Linked DNA regions of Mus musculus: all the other regions are linked to region 4. Evidence: chromatin contacts called from public ChIA-PET and HiChIP or PLAC-seq data. All regions are on one chromosome and are shown on one strand. Each heading gives the region's core, a stretch centred on a gene start, on an enhancer-like site or on the middle of the called end of the contact. The rest is flanking DNA. Distances are from core to core; before and after follow the strand shown.

Evidence for each region. ChIA-PET counts read pairs in DNA pulled down with a chosen protein or histone mark. HiChIP or PLAC-seq counts read pairs in DNA pulled down with a chosen protein or histone mark.
Region 1: a contact with region 4 is called in a FOXA1 HiChIP or PLAC-seq map of pancreatic cancer cells. The contact joins the promoter of Tubb4a here to the promoter of Rpl36 in region 4. A contact is called at or near these places in 1 of 484 Hi-C or Micro-C datasets (CD4 T cells) and 3 of 115 datasets of contacts at active chromatin or transcription factors (bone marrow-derived macrophages, pancreatic cancer cells and regulatory T cells).
Region 2: a FOXA1 HiChIP or PLAC-seq map of pancreatic cancer cells shows a contact between it and region 4. The contact joins the promoter of Tnfsf9 here to the promoter of Rpl36 in region 4. A contact is called at or near these places in 1 of 39 promoter capture datasets (liver), 3 of 115 datasets of contacts at active chromatin or transcription factors (bone marrow-derived macrophages, memory CD8 T cells and pancreatic cancer cells) and 1 of 9 other capture datasets (adipose tissue).
Region 3: a contact with region 4 is called in an RNA polymerase II ChIA-PET map of memory CD8 T cells, with 1,244 read pairs. The contact joins the promoter of Fem1a here to the promoter of Rpl36 in region 4. A contact is called at or near these places in 4 of 39 promoter capture datasets (the C10 cell line, cranial neural crest, hematopoietic stem and progenitor cells and 1 more), 11 of 484 Hi-C or Micro-C datasets (B cells, CD4 T cells, CD8 T cells and 6 more), 19 of 115 datasets of contacts at active chromatin or transcription factors (the SCID.adh cell line, bone marrow-derived dendritic cells, bone marrow-derived macrophages and 15 more) and 3 of 9 other capture datasets (adipose tissue, liver and pancreatic islet).
Region 5: a contact with region 4 is called in an H3K27ac HiChIP or PLAC-seq map of embryonic stem cells, with 7 read pairs. The contact joins the promoter of Acsbg3 here to the promoter of Rpl36 in region 4. A contact is called at or near these places in 3 of 39 promoter capture datasets (cranial neural crest, embryonic stem cells and stem cell-derived epiblast-like cells) and 2 of 115 datasets of contacts at active chromatin or transcription factors (bone marrow-derived macrophages and embryonic stem cells).

What each region holds. Positions count from the first base shown.
Region 1 is chr17:57,086,317-57,089,016 of GRCm38.p6, reverse strand. Tubb4a (tubulin, beta 4A class IVA) reads left to right here and starts at 1,417. Exons shown (of 4, transcript NM_009451.4): 1 at 1,417-1,560; 2 at 2,678-2,700. The coding sequence starts at 1,504.
Region 2 is chr17:57,104,115-57,106,814 of GRCm38.p6, reverse strand. Tnfsf9 (tumor necrosis factor (ligand) superfamily, member 9) reads right to left here and starts at 1,430. Exons shown (of 3, transcript NM_009404.3): 1 at 955-1,430; 2 at 529-565. The coding sequence starts at 1,383. It overlaps Gm11110 (predicted gene 11110), which reads left to right and starts at 873. Exons shown (of 4, transcript NR_033508.1): 1 at 873-917.
Region 3 is chr17:56,255,419-56,258,118 of GRCm38.p6, reverse strand. It overlaps Fem1a (fem 1 homolog a), which reads right to left and starts at 1,326. Exons shown (of 1, transcript NM_010192.4): 1 at 1-1,326. The coding sequence starts at 1,210.
Region 4 is chr17:56,612,111-56,614,810 of GRCm38.p6, reverse strand. Rpl36 (ribosomal protein L36) reads right to left here and starts at 1,416. Exons shown (of 4, transcript NM_018730.3): 1 at 1,363-1,416; 2 at 1,131-1,225; 3 at 770-904; 4 at 565-687. The coding sequence starts at 1,223. The coding sequence ends at 598. It overlaps Lonp1 (lon peptidase 1, mitochondrial), which reads left to right. Exons shown (of 18, transcript NM_028782.2): 17 at 11-175; 18 at 248-514. The coding sequence ends at 427.
Region 5 is chr17:56,874,081-56,876,780 of GRCm38.p6, reverse strand. It overlaps Acsbg3 (acyl-CoA synthetase bubblegum family member 3), which reads right to left and starts at 1,297. Exons shown (of 14, transcript NM_030141.2): 1 at 1,101-1,297; 2 at 385-693. The coding sequence starts at 520. It overlaps Acsbg2 (acyl-CoA synthetase bubblegum family member 2), which reads left to right and starts at 2,334. Exons shown (of 15, transcript NM_001039114.1): 1 at 2,334-2,584.

The DNA of each region.
Region 1 (2,700 bases), core at 168-2,667, 470 kb before region 4:
AGGGAAGGAGAGAGAGAGAGAGAGAGAGAGAGAGAGAGGAGGGAGGGAGGGAAAAGAGTCAGTCTTTGGCCAGCTGGCAACATCACAATTGGATCTATAATGAGGGAAAGCTGTCATGGTGTTTGTGAGCTGGGGCTCAATGGGGAGAGCACTTTCCAAGCATGCATGAGTCCCTTAGTCCTGTGCCCAACTCCATATAACCCCAGGGCATGGTGGTGCACACTCAGGAGGTAGAGGCAGAGGATCAGGAGTTTAAGGCCAGCTTGTTTACTTATTGAGTGGGAGGTCAGCTTGGACTGCATTGAGTGAGAAGTCAGCTTGGACTACACTATGCAGTCCCGAGGGGAAATCTCTCAAAGCAAGGAACACAGCAAGTAGCACCTATAACCCCTGGGGATGCTGGAGTTGGGGTGGGGAGCAGAAAAACCCATGGAATCCAGCACAAGAAGACAGTCTATGAATAGAACATTATGGATGGTAAAGATCAACAACGCATGGACACACTCTAACTTGAACCTATGCTCAGATAAACTCATGAACATACAAGCATGTTTCAGATGTCACTTTTAGACTATGTCACTTTTACAGCTATGTTGTAGATCTCTTGTAATCCTAGCATTCCAGAGATTGGAGGCAGGAAAGCCATGAGTTCAAGGCCAGCCTGGGCCATATAGTGATATAGGGGAACAATAGCTACATGGGAAAACTTGTACTTAAAGAAATAAATATCAATAACAAAGCAAAGATATGTTGAGGTGGGGAAAGCTCTCTGCTGTTGGTGGGATCCAATTATTTGTCTTAGCCCTAGTTTCTGAGACCTCCTGGGGGGTCAAGAGCCTTCCAGCGCTCCTCAGAACATAGAAGGAAATCTGTAGAAGGGTTCCAGAAGCGACTTCCAGGACTCAGCAGTGTCTCACATGCACCTGCCACCTTCAAACCAAACTCCACTGTGGAGAGCCTGGAGCTCAGAGTCACCGTTCTTCCCCACCTATACAAAGGTTCTAAGGAAGGGGGTCTCGAAGGAATGAAGAAGGGAGAAGCAGACAGAGAAATTGAGGCAGGGGCTGGGGCTGAGAGGGAGGACATTGTCCTAGATGCTATTTACAAGATTCCGAGGTGCCTTTCCATCCAGTCTCTATGAAATCAGAGTGGAAAGAAAGAATGGTGCCTGACAACGGAGCCTGAGGGGAAACTAGAGTGGGGATACACCGGGACCCTGAGGTCTCAGAGAAAGAGCTTGACGGAGGAGATCCCTACTTTTCCGAGGCCCCTCCCTCCATCCTCCTCCATTACTCCAGTCCCTCCATCCTTCACTGCAAGCATCCTAGGCGGGCCCAGGAGGCGGAGCACGCGGGTGACCCAGCGGTGACGTGAGTACTGCTCCGCAAATATAGAGACGCCCGGGGGCGCAGAGACAGAGCTCCGCAGCCATCTCGTCCAGAGCTAGAGCCACAGCGGCCGGTCGACACCCGTCCATCAGACGCCACCAGCAGCGCCACCACCATGCGGGAAATCGTGCACCTGCAAGCCGGTCAATGCGGTAACCAGATCGGGGCCAAGGTGCGTCGGACTGAGTAGAGGGTGGGAATGCACAGGGGCTCAGAGAGGGGTTATTGGCTCTCCCAAGGCTCACCCAGGAATTTTGCATCCTAGGTGGAGGAGGGGAACCAGGGCAGAGCCAGACTGGGAACAAAGAGGCTGATGGGGGCAGGGCCTGGCCTTATGTCTCTTGGCCACAGCTGGCCTCACAGCTGGGCCACTGTCACCCTCAGTTGCCTGGAACGAAGAGGCACGGCCCCTCCTCCCAGGGCTGCTGCCGGGATGGACTGGCACCAAGTGGCTCTGGTGGGGCCAAGCCTCTCCCTACCCCCAACTTCTCCCTTCTTGCTGGCTCATGCTTTGCTGTGGCTCTGAGTTCCCAGTTACCTCACAGACAGACAGTCAGCAACTGAAGAAGTGGCTTTAAGAGTGTCCTAGACACAGCATCTCTCAGCCCTTCCCGACTAACACTGTGACCCACTCTGACATCTTAGCACTTGGTGGATAGAGGCAGGAGCCCAAAAATAGCTTCCCATACACAGTAAGTTGGAGGCCAGCTTGGGCTACGTGAAACCCTGTGTCAAAAAAATAAGGGGTGGGGGCTATAACTCAATAGGTTGAACCTTTGCCCAGGTGTTGTGGTATACACCTGTCATCCCAGCCACTAGGCTAGGTTGAGGCAGGAGGATCAAGAGTTCAATATCATCCTAAACTATCTAGTGAATTTCAGGCTAGCCTGGGCTTTGGGAGACACTGACTAAAAAAATAATACAAACACATACATACATACATTCATACATATATACATATATATATACATACATACATTAAATTTTAAGACAATAAGTAAAAAAAAAAGCTATTCTACACATTTCATCATCAAACAAACAATAGGACAAGCAACATGGTTCCCCCAGGGCTCATGGCCAAGATTGACAACAGGAGCATGCATATGAATGCACACACACAGAAAATGGTTTTTTAAAAGGTTTTAAAACTATAACAACAAAAACAAAAACAAAAAAACTATAACAACAAAAGGAAAATCTATTCACTTTGCTCCCCCCTCCCCCTCATTTTGCTCCCCTCTCACTTTGCTCCCCCTCCCCCTCACTTTGCTTCCCACCCCCACCCCCAGTTCTGGGAGGTCATCAGTGATGA
Region 2 (2,700 bases), core at 181-2,680, 490 kb before region 4:
AAAGGGGCCACAAGAGGGGAAGGGGGAGAGGAGAAAAGAAGAGAGAGAAATCAGAGGAGTAAGAGAGGGATGAACAAAACTGGGAGAGAGGTGGGATATGGAGAGTGCAGGAAGAGAGTCATCTCTGAGGGCAAATAATTTGACAACTAAGACTTGACAGGGAGAGACTAGGGCTCGGGCTCAATAGGGTGCCTGAAGCCCAAAGGCATTCATTTATCCCAGCCCATTGGAGGTGTTGGCAGCAGGGCGGCCAGCCTCAGCTACATAATGAATTTGGAGGAAGCCTGGGCTACATGGGAGGGATAGAGGAAGGAAAAGAGAAAAGGAGATCTCCCAGAGTCAGCTGGGGGTGAGAATTCTCAATTCTCTGAAAACCTGGATGGGGTCCCAAGGATGACAGTTGGAGCTGTGACAGCAAGTGAGAAAGGCTGAGTAAGTGAGGGAGAGGGACATGACTAGAAGGTTGAACAGGTCCCCTTGTTCAACCTCCCTGCGGGACCCGCTGGAAATAAATCAGGGGGCACTCACGGTTTTTAGCCAGTAGCTTGGCGAACACAGGAGAGCCCTGGGAAGAAAGAAAAATAAAGGTAGATGGTACCTTACATCCTAAAGAAGCAGATAGGAACTCATACGGCCCAGCACACATTGGGGCGTCCAACTTTGGATGGAGAAGGAGAGCCCTGAAGGCCTAAGTGGGACTGAAGGGAACTGCGGTGCACCCTCGGGAGTTCTCCCCCAGGTTTCATAGGTTCATTCAAGGGGTCAAGACGCAAAGGGATTTCCTCTGAGTGCGAGATGGAGAGGGGGTGCTTCAAGCGGAGTAGCAGGAGCAGAGCGAGGCGGGGCGGGGCGGGGCGGGGCGGGGGTGGGGAGGAAGTGCTGTTCTCTCCCTGTCGGTGCAGCGATGCTTCCAGAAGGTAAGAAAGAGTCCCCTAGGGATGAGATGAGCCTCACCTGTTGTGTAGTGTTGGGGCAGCCAATGTGGGAAACAGGGGTGACCTGGTCTGCATTATTCTCTCGGGTACCCAGGTTGGGCGAGGTGGTGATTGTGAGCGCTGGCCGAGGCTCGGTGCGGGTGAAGATAGGAACACAGGCGGCGATCAGAAGCAGCAAAACCAAAGCGACTAGGCCATAGAGCTTTGGGTGGCGGGAACAGAAGTTCAGTGCAGGCGGCCACGCGGCCTCGCGATCCCGAACATTAACCGCAGGGTAGGCAGCATCCGTGGGGAGCGCGGCATTTGTGGGGCGCACAGTATCTGAGAGGAGCGCAGCGTCCGCGAGGAGCCCGGTATCTCTGAGGAGCGCCGCATCCGAGGGGCACGAAGTACCTGCTGGATGTCTGGCATCCGCGGTATCCTCCACATCAAGTGTGTGCTGGTCCATTACCACGGTCGGTCAGTGCACGTCTCCCGCCAGTGCCCGTGCTTTATAGGCTACCGAGGCGCCTTTTCCGGGGAGGGAAGGGAGGGAGGGCAGCCGCGGGGTTCCCGGGCTCCGCGCTCCGCCCCTCGACTCCCGGAACTTTCTCTCCTCCTCCCCCCTTCCCCTCCCCCTTCTCGCCCCTTTCCCCTTCCCTGTCCAGGCCCTGTGCCCGCCCGTCCTTCTTCCCTTTTTGTGTGTGTGTGTGTGTGTGTGTGTGTGTGTGTGTGTGTGTGTGTGTTTGATTTGGTTTAACACTGACACATTAAAGAGCTTTTTATATGATGGGAACCATGTGATATCGGAATCCATTCCCTCCCTGGCCTCTCCTGAATCCACAGCTCTGTCTCCCTTCTTTTTCTGTGTTCCCCACTGGTAGGTTATTTCTCCGCTGCTGATTTTCATTCCTGTTTTTCTGTCTCTCAAACTTCTGTCTCTCTCCTGATCTCTCCTGCTCCCTTTTTCTTCCAACCCCTAGCTCCCCATCCCTGGGACGCCCTAAATGCAGGGGGTTTTGTTGTTGTTTTGTTTTGTTTTGTTTTGTTTTTTGTTGTTGTTGTTTTGTCGAGGACTCTAGGGACATCCAAAACTGCCCACCCATCCCCAGCGGAATCAAAGAGACCTGCTAGGCACCCACTCACTCAGCCTCTTCCTCCCCAGGACCCCATCTCTACCCTGGGCCTTTCCTGGTGTGTCCCCACCCACTTTCTTGGGGCTTCCTGTTAGTAGTCTCTTAGGACTCCAGAAACAGAAGGCTGGAGAGTCCAGATAGAGAAATTCCCCCAGGCAGCGGACACATTTCCAATTTCCCATTCTTTCACTGTTCTTGCCTGAGGTAGAGGCAAAAGGGGGGGGCGCAGAGAAGACCCCCCAAAAGAGGAACTGAGAGATGACTGGCTCTGGGCAAACCTTGGAGACAGACTCCTCAATGTTCTGATCTGGTTAGATCTGCTGAGATGGCTCAGCCAGTAATAGTATAATCACAAGCCTGGTGGCCTGAGTTCAGTCCTCAGGACCTACATGGTGGGAAGAAAGAACTGACACCCAGAAATTTGTCCTGAAAGTGCCCTTTGACCACGACATGCATACCATCAGTAAACATAATTAAAAAAAAAAAAAGTACTGATATAACCAGACCATTTATCTCAGCAGGAAACAACAAGCTATAAAATGGGGAGTTGTTTGTTTCTACATAGGGTCTGGTCTTCGCCTTGCAGCCCTCCAACTCACTAGACAGCCTAGGATGACTCTGAACTTCTGACCCTCCCCAGTATATTGGGA
Region 3 (2,700 bases), core at 77-2,576, 360 kb after region 4:
TGTCCAAGGCATACTTCCACAGACGGATACAGCGCTCGAAATTCCCGGAGTCCGCATAGACAGCACCCCGGTACCGTATGTAGTATGAAGTGTCAGGATGTGAGGGGCCCAAGATTCTCTCCCGTATCAGCAGCGCCTGCATCCGCATTTCATCAGGATCTGTAATGAGGGCTTCCAACTCTTGGGGTGTAGTCACCTCCCTGGAATAGTCATAGGCCAGAACCAGTTGCTGGGGCTCCGGCTTAGGGAGGTAGCCTCCACCCTGGTGACGGAGTTCCATCGCCCTTCTCCAGTGCTTCAGGGCTCCAAGCAGATCCCTTTTCTTATCCACGTAGGTGGCACCCAGCAGCTCCAAAGCTTCCACAGCTGCTTCCCGGCTGGTAGGGCAGCAGCTCTCATACGGTTCTGCTTCTTCTGGGGTGGAGCAGTGGTTTCCTGCCACCTGGGAGGAGCCTTCCCCGGGAAGCTCTGTCCCTGAGAGCTGCTCGTGGCCCGGCTGTTCCTGGATGAGGTACTCCACGATGTTGGTGTGCCCGGTGACGCTGGCGGCCAGCAGCGGGGTCATGCCATAGCCGTCGCGCTCCATGCGCGCGTGGCAGCCCAGCAGCAGCTGTAGGATCTCCAGGCTGCCAGATTCTGCACAGTCGTGCAGGGCGGTGTTGCCCTTGGCGCTGCGCCGGTTCACCTGTGCGCCGCGCTCCAGCAGGTAGCGCGCGATCTCGCGGTGGCCCTTGTAGCAGGAGATCATAAGGCACGTGTGGCCGTGGCGATTGGCCACCTCCAGGTCCGCCTTGTGCTCGCCCACCAGGTAGCGTACCACGTCCAGGTGGCCGTCGAAGCAGGCGGCGCGCAGCGGCGTGGAGTTGGTGCGCGTGGTGCGGTTGACCGAGGCGCCTCGGCGCAGAAGGCTACGCACCACGGCCAGGTGACCCGCGGCCGACGCTGCCCAGAGCGGCGGCGCGCCCTCGATGGTCTCGCCATCGAAGTGCACGGAGCCGCTCGCCTCCACGCTGGCGCCGCAGTGGTCCACCAGATACTCCACCACGTCTAGGTGTCCACGGCGCGCTGCGATTAGCAGTGGCGTGCCACCGCCGGCCACCTCACCCAGCAGCTCCTCCAGCTCCTCACGCCCACGGCCGGCCAGCAGCTTCTGCAGCAGCGGCAGCTTGCCGTCGTGCGCCGCATTGTACACCGCTGTGTGCAGATCCATGCTGGAAGCCTCGCTGCTGGATCTAGCCGGGCCGCCGGTCGCCAGAGACAACCTTCACCTTCTCCCGGGCTGTCATCTTAGCGGGTCTCCGGGAGGAATAAAATGGCCGCCGCGAAGGGGCGAGGACAGAGTGTGCACAGGCATGCTGGGAAATGGAGTCCTATGAGCGATCGCCCGCCGAATGATACTGGAATCAGAAAAGCGAAAAAACTACATTTCCCGAAAGGGATAGGGGGGAACCGGTGACAGGACGGCAATTTCCGCCAAGCAAGGCCAATGGTTAGTGCGATCCTTGGGAAATGTGGTGACATACTTCCTGGTATTGACTCTAAGGCGGAGATTGCCGGCAGCATGTTCTCACTCAGTTCCCAAAAGGACGTCTCTCAAAAGGGTCTCAGTTTTCAATTCCTACCATGCAAGTCTATAAAGTTGTATGTGACCCTGAGTATTTGATGACATACTTCCGGTTACTGTCACTGACACAGACTCTAGACAGGGCAAGAAGTCCGAGCTTTAGCTCGAAGAATACTGGGCGAGGTACCATTGAAAGACTACAGTTCCCATCATGGAAATACACCATGTTTTGAGGGGCTCTGAGCAGCTTGGCCAGGTGATAATGTGCATTCTGTCATTCATGTCAGAATCCACAGGAAAACATGAAGTGGGGGAAAAAGGAATTCGCTTCCCACAGCGCCGTGGGGCACCCGCGAGACGAAATGTAAATAAAAAGCCTCCCTTCGTATCGGGCAAGGCTCGGCGGCCCTTGCGGACGACCCAGGGTAGCGTGGTGCTGTACTTCCGGTTTTCGAGGTCGCGCAGGCAGGAAATGAATGGGCCTCCGCCTCCTTTGCGGACTACATTTCCCAGCGGGCAACAAAGGCAACTCCCAGCCAATCCGGAGCGAGGTGGAAGGCGAAGGGCTTCTACGAAAGGCTTGCTGACCAGCAGGGGGCGCGCGCCGAGTGTAAGATCTTGAGCTGGCAGCGCACCCCAACTCGCCTTTAGCTATTTGCAGAAATGTTAGGCAGTCTCGATTTTCACGTTAGCTTTTCTTTTTCTTTCTTTCTTCTTTTTTTAAGGAGCCACATGCGGGGCTAGAGAGATGGCTCAGTGGTCAAGAGCACTGACTACTTATCCAAAGGACTCTGGTTCAATTCCCAGCACCCACATGGTAGCTCCCAACTGGTCTGTAATTCCAGTTCAAGGGATCTTACACTAATGCACATAAAATAAAATTAAATAAATAAAAAATTTAAAGGCCACATGCTTTCCCTCCATCCGCCAAGGCCAGCAGAGGGCGTCGGGATCTTTGCCGCTGGAGTTACTGGTGGTGTGCGCATCCCTATGGTTGAGAGTCACAGCTGAACCACTGCTCCAGTTCCTCAAGGTCTTTTTAAAGATCAGTTTGAGGTAGGATTTCATGTAGCTCCGGTTGATGTCAATTCCCGGGACCCTCGTGATGGAAGATGAAAACTGATTCCCAAGGGCTG
Region 4 (2,700 bases), core at 167-2,666:
CTCCCCACAGGGTGCTACCCCCAAGGATGGTCCCAGCGCAGGCTGTACTATTGTCACTGCACTGCTGTCCCTGGCTCTGGGCCAGCCAGTGTTGCAGAACCTGGCTATGACTGGGGAGGTCTCCCTCACTGGCAAGGTGTTGCCTGTGGGTGGCATCAAGGAGAAGACCATTGCGGTGAGTGTCTGCCGCCTGTACCCCTGACCACCTCAGGGTGGAAGAGCACCCAGCTGACACATCTTTCCACAGGCTAAGCGTGCAGGTGTGACCTGCATCATTCTGCCTGCTGAGAACAGAAAGGACTACTCGGATTTAGCTCCTTTTATCACAGAGGGCCTTGAAGTTCACTTCGTGGAACACTATCGGGACATATTCCCCATTGCCTTCCCCCGGCGAGAGCACAGGGAGGCACTGGCCGTGGAGAGATGACACAGGGGCCTGGGACTAAATAAATCATGGTGTGGCGGAGCCACGAGCACAGCTGTAGAATCATGAATAAAGAAAACCTTTCCAAAAGCCCTAAGCCTGAGTCTCAGTGTCGCCGTGAGCTCACACATACACAAAACTGTAGGAACCATCTTTTATTGGGGGAGGGTTCATCAATCCTTCTTGGCCGCCGCCTTCCTCATGGCTGCCAGCACGTTGCTCAGCTCCTCCCGCTTTCTCTTGGCGCGGATGTGCGTGCCCACCTGCGAGGAGTAGTCGCATGTCACCCAGGGCCACTGCAGCCAGCCACACCCCCACCCGTGCTCGGTGCAGCACGCTGCCTACCCTCTTCTTGATGAACTTGAGTGCGCGCTTGTCCTTGGACACTTTGAGCAACTCCATGGCTCGCCGCTCGTAGGGTGCGAAGCCGCACACCTCCCGGATCATGTCCCGCACGAACTTGGTGTGTTTGGTGAGGCGCTGCGAGCACAGCCCCGAGGTCACGAACCCCAAAATGGGCCTTACAGGGGGCCGAACGCAACAGCCCACCGACCGACTCCCAGTCTCAGACGCCCAATCAACGACCGGGCCCACGAACCACTCAGACCTTCCCATTCCAACGACACAGAATCTACGCAGGTGTCGATATTCACTTCTTCACCCCCGTCCCCATCTCTGACGAGGCGGTCGCGTCCCCAGCACTCACCCCGCGTCGCCGGCTGTGTCTCGGCTTACTGACGTTTTTCGTCACCTTGTGGCCCTTGTTGAGGCCCACGGCCATGGGGTAGCGCAGAGCCATGGCTGTGGGCAGCGGGGACAAGACAGCGGCTGAGACACGGTACCTCGGCCCGCGCCCGCCCGCATGCCGGCCCGCAGGGACTCCCCATGGGGCCGGGATGCCCGATGGGGGCAGATGAGCCCCGACGAGGCCCACTTACCTGATGCTCTCCGATGGCGGCCGGGACAGGAAGAACGGCACCGCGCAGAATCCTGGGATATATGCCACTTGCAGGCCTTTCCGGCTAGAGAGACAGGCGCGCTGCGGGCGACCTCTGGTGGCCGGAGGTTCTACGGCACCCGTGAGACCTCGGCTTGGGAATCATCCCTTAGGTTAGGAGTTGGAATGCTGCCTCACACTGTTGTTAGCTGTTGAAGTAATTTAATCTCTGACAATAAAAGTGCTTTTGAGGGGAATGGGCTCTGTAGAGATGTCTCAGAGGTTAAGAGCCCTGTCTGCTCTTCCAGAGGTCCTGATTTCAATTCTCAGTTAACCACATGGTGGCTAATAACCATCTATAATGAGATCTGGTGCCCTCATTTTGCCTGATGGTACACATGCAGGGAGACCGCTGTATACATAATAACTAATTAAATAAACAAATCTTTTTAAAAATGACTTTAAAGAGTGCTTTTAAAATTTTTTGTTTGTGTCGGGCGTGGTGGCGCACACCTTTAATCCAGCACTTGGGAGGCAGAGGCAGGCGAATTTCTGAGTTCGAGGCCAGCCTGGTCTACAGAGTGAGTTCCAGGACAGCCAGGGCTACACAGAGAAACCCTGTCTCGAAAGAGAGAGAGCATGTGCCACTACAAACTTGCAGAGGTCAGAAGTCAGTTTACAGAACTCCGTTTGCCTTCGTCATGGAGGGTTCCGGATCCAACAGATCAATAGATCTGTCACAACAGTCACAACAAATCTGTCCGGATCAATAGACTGATCCTTATGAACTGTTTCGTTGAAGGAGTTTCGCGTCCCCTGGAGGCCTTGGGGTAGAGAGGGCTGCAAATTATCTAGAATCACAGGCTGTGCCCCCTCACTCCTCTCCTTCCTCACTTTTTTTCTGTGAGCTATGGTCTCGTGCAGCCCAGGCTGTCCTGATAATGACAGGCGTGTAACACCCAAGTGCTCCAGCAGCTGAGCTGTACTTGAGCCTCCTCCTCTCCTGCCTCAGCTTCCCACACTCCACGCTCTGTCAGCCTGAGGAATTCCAACAGTAGAGAACATAAGAGAATCCAACTCTCATTACGAAGCAGGGCATGGATGTACCAGGATGCAGTACTCTGGAGGGAGCAGAGGGCAAAACTCGTCAGCAGCACAAGTACTTGGATAAGAGTGGGAGGGGCCAACCCAGATAGGCGGGGCCTGTGGGTAGCATCACCCTGGGATGGAGCTAAGGCCCTCGTGGGGATCCTCAGCCTGCGTGCCAAGAGGGTCCACTCTGGTACCCTAGGGTGGCTGTGCTGATGATCAGGCCTGAGAAGAGTCCAAAGAAGGTAGG
Region 5 (2,700 bases), core at 48-2,547, 260 kb before region 4:
CACCCTCCACCCTCCACCACCTCAGGTGGATGGAGGTCAAAGGTCACTCCAAAAGACTGGGACAAAGGACAGGAGTGCTGTTCACTGCTCCCTGACCCACAGAAAGGAGAACATGGAGTCAGGGTTACTGTTCCCAAATGGACAAGGCCTTGATGGTTGGTCACATGATCGCCCTGGCAAAGGTCACATGGCCATAGGTATCACCCTTACTCCTTCCCCCGGTTACTTAAGCCCTCTCCACAGGACTTCAACGGCCACTGACCACCTACCCCAGTAGACCAGTGCTGCTCTACTACTGATCCCAGAAGTGTGCCTGGGCTGACAAGAGGACCCTGCTGCCACCCCCACCCTCTCCCTGCACGGGGTGGGGGGCAGGGCTCCCACCTGGGGTCAGTATCTCAAAGTTATCTGCTTGTGCCTTCTTCGATATTGCACTGTGAATTTTGTTCTTCAAGATGGTTTTGGTTTTCAGGATCCTCCTGGAGGTCTGAAGGTTATCTGATTCCTTAGGGTCAGTCATTCCCACGACACAGACCCAGCACAAAGATGTTCACGCACACAGTTACAGAGGGCAGAGGACCAGGTGTCCACAGTGGGGTGTCTGCTTCCTCAAAGGGCGGGGTGGATGGTGGTGGAATTGGCCAGAGAAAGACAGGAACCTCACAGACCAGGATAAGGGAGCAGGAGTGGATGCTGGCAAAAGAAATAAAACAAGCTGGGTGTTAGTGGGGGACATTCCTTGTGTGTGGCGTGTATGCAGACCTGTGGAAGCTAGACAGAGGTCGTCAGCAAATCTCTTCTTCCTCAGCTATGTTCCTTCCATTGAGGCCTGTCTGGCAGTGACCATCCACACCTCTCCCTTCCCGAGCCCATAGCTTGCCTATTGACTAAGCTGACTGCCAGTGAGCAGTAGGGGTCTCCTGTTATAGGTGTATGCTGCTGCACCCAGCTTTTTTTGTGGGAGAGAGGACTGAACTCATGTTCTCCAGTGGTTGAGTGCTGTGTGAACTCAAGGGTAGCCTGGGCTACATGGGACTCTGGAGAGGGGAGTAGAAAAGAAGGGAGAGGAAAGGAGGAGAAAAGAATAGAGTTTCCAGGACCTTCTGTGCCTAGTGGCACCGGCGTTTCCTGAGAGGCTGGGGCAGATGTTGTTGTCCTCAGCCCTCTCTCCCCACCACAGGCTGCCACTTTATCAACTGGTACGACAGTGGTGACTCTTGTCCAGCTCTGTCACCACCTCCCACTGTAGCCACAGAAGGACACGCAGCCCCCCAGACTGGACATCCTCCAGAACATTCCCTTCTACATTTCAAGGCAGTTGTTGTGACATCACTGTGTTCCGTAAGCCAGGGCCACGATGGCAACATGACCCAAGGTCCCCTTCTGGTCATACACCAGAAACCATTGAAATAAGAGACTCAGGTCTGTCACACAGCCATATCCACACAGTAGCCACGCTTCTTAGCTCATGGTCACTGACAGAGGAGGGAGCAAGGGTGTGGACACTCCAGGCTGAGAGGACATCCTGAAAAGATGCCCATGCCAACGTGGAGGAACGATGATGACCCTGTCCAGTGAAATACGCCAGACGAGGGCACATACCCCAGGGTCGCACTTGCAGGCCCCAGAGCAAGTCACAGAGACAGGAAGTGGGTGGTGCAGACCTGGGAAAGGAGGGGAGTGAGCACTGAATTGGGGCAGAGCTTCAGACTGGGGAGACCGAAGGCTCTAGAACTGGATGGTGATGACGGTTTCACAGTGTAAATGCATGTGCATATGGCCTGGGCTACATTTTAACTCCCTGTGTAGCCAAGGATGACCTTGGTCCTCCTGCCTCCACCATCCCCAGTGTTGGTTTGACAGGCATGTGCCATGCCATTCATGTGATGCTTGGAATCCCAGACCTTGCACATGCTATTTGAGCACTACCCACTGGGCTACAGTGCCAGACCCTTTATGGTAGTTTTTTTGTTTTTTTGTTTTTTTTTGGTTTTGAGACTCCCCATAGGTTCTTGAATGGCCCTGTCTGGTTTCATTTCTATTTCTATCGAATGTAATGCACAGTGCTCAACACTGGAGCTGGAAAAACTGTTCAAGCACATACAGATATCTGAATGAATGAATGAATGAATGAATGAATGAATAGATGAGTAAGTACACTGGTGAGTGGCTGAAGATTATATGCATGAATGAAGGAAGGAATGAATGAATGAGGGAATGATGGGTGAAGGAAGCTTACAATCCCCTTCCCCAGGGAGTACTTTTCTCCTGAGGCTGGGTGCAGGGGAGGACGGCCAGTGATGTCATAAGGGGTGTCCTGAGCAGAAGGTTCCAGAAGCCTGAATTATGGAGTTGTGTTGGGTGGGAACCCATCTACCACCATCACCCTGGCTAGACTGAGGGGTGACCAGAGCAAGAAGGGGACAACACACACACACACATACACACACACACACACACACACACACACACACACACACACACGCTTCTGGGACCACCCACCACTGACCAACTCTGTGGAAGGAGAACTACCTTGCTGACCAGATGTCTCCATCTGTGACACCTGGCCACCTTGTGAAAGTTGGTAAGGTTCCTGAGAGGATCTCTGCGTGGGGCACGTGACCGTGACAGAACGGAGCCCACATTTAGGGAAGGCCAGAGTTTAGTTTTTCCCTAAGAAGGCAAGACTGCCTTAAGCTC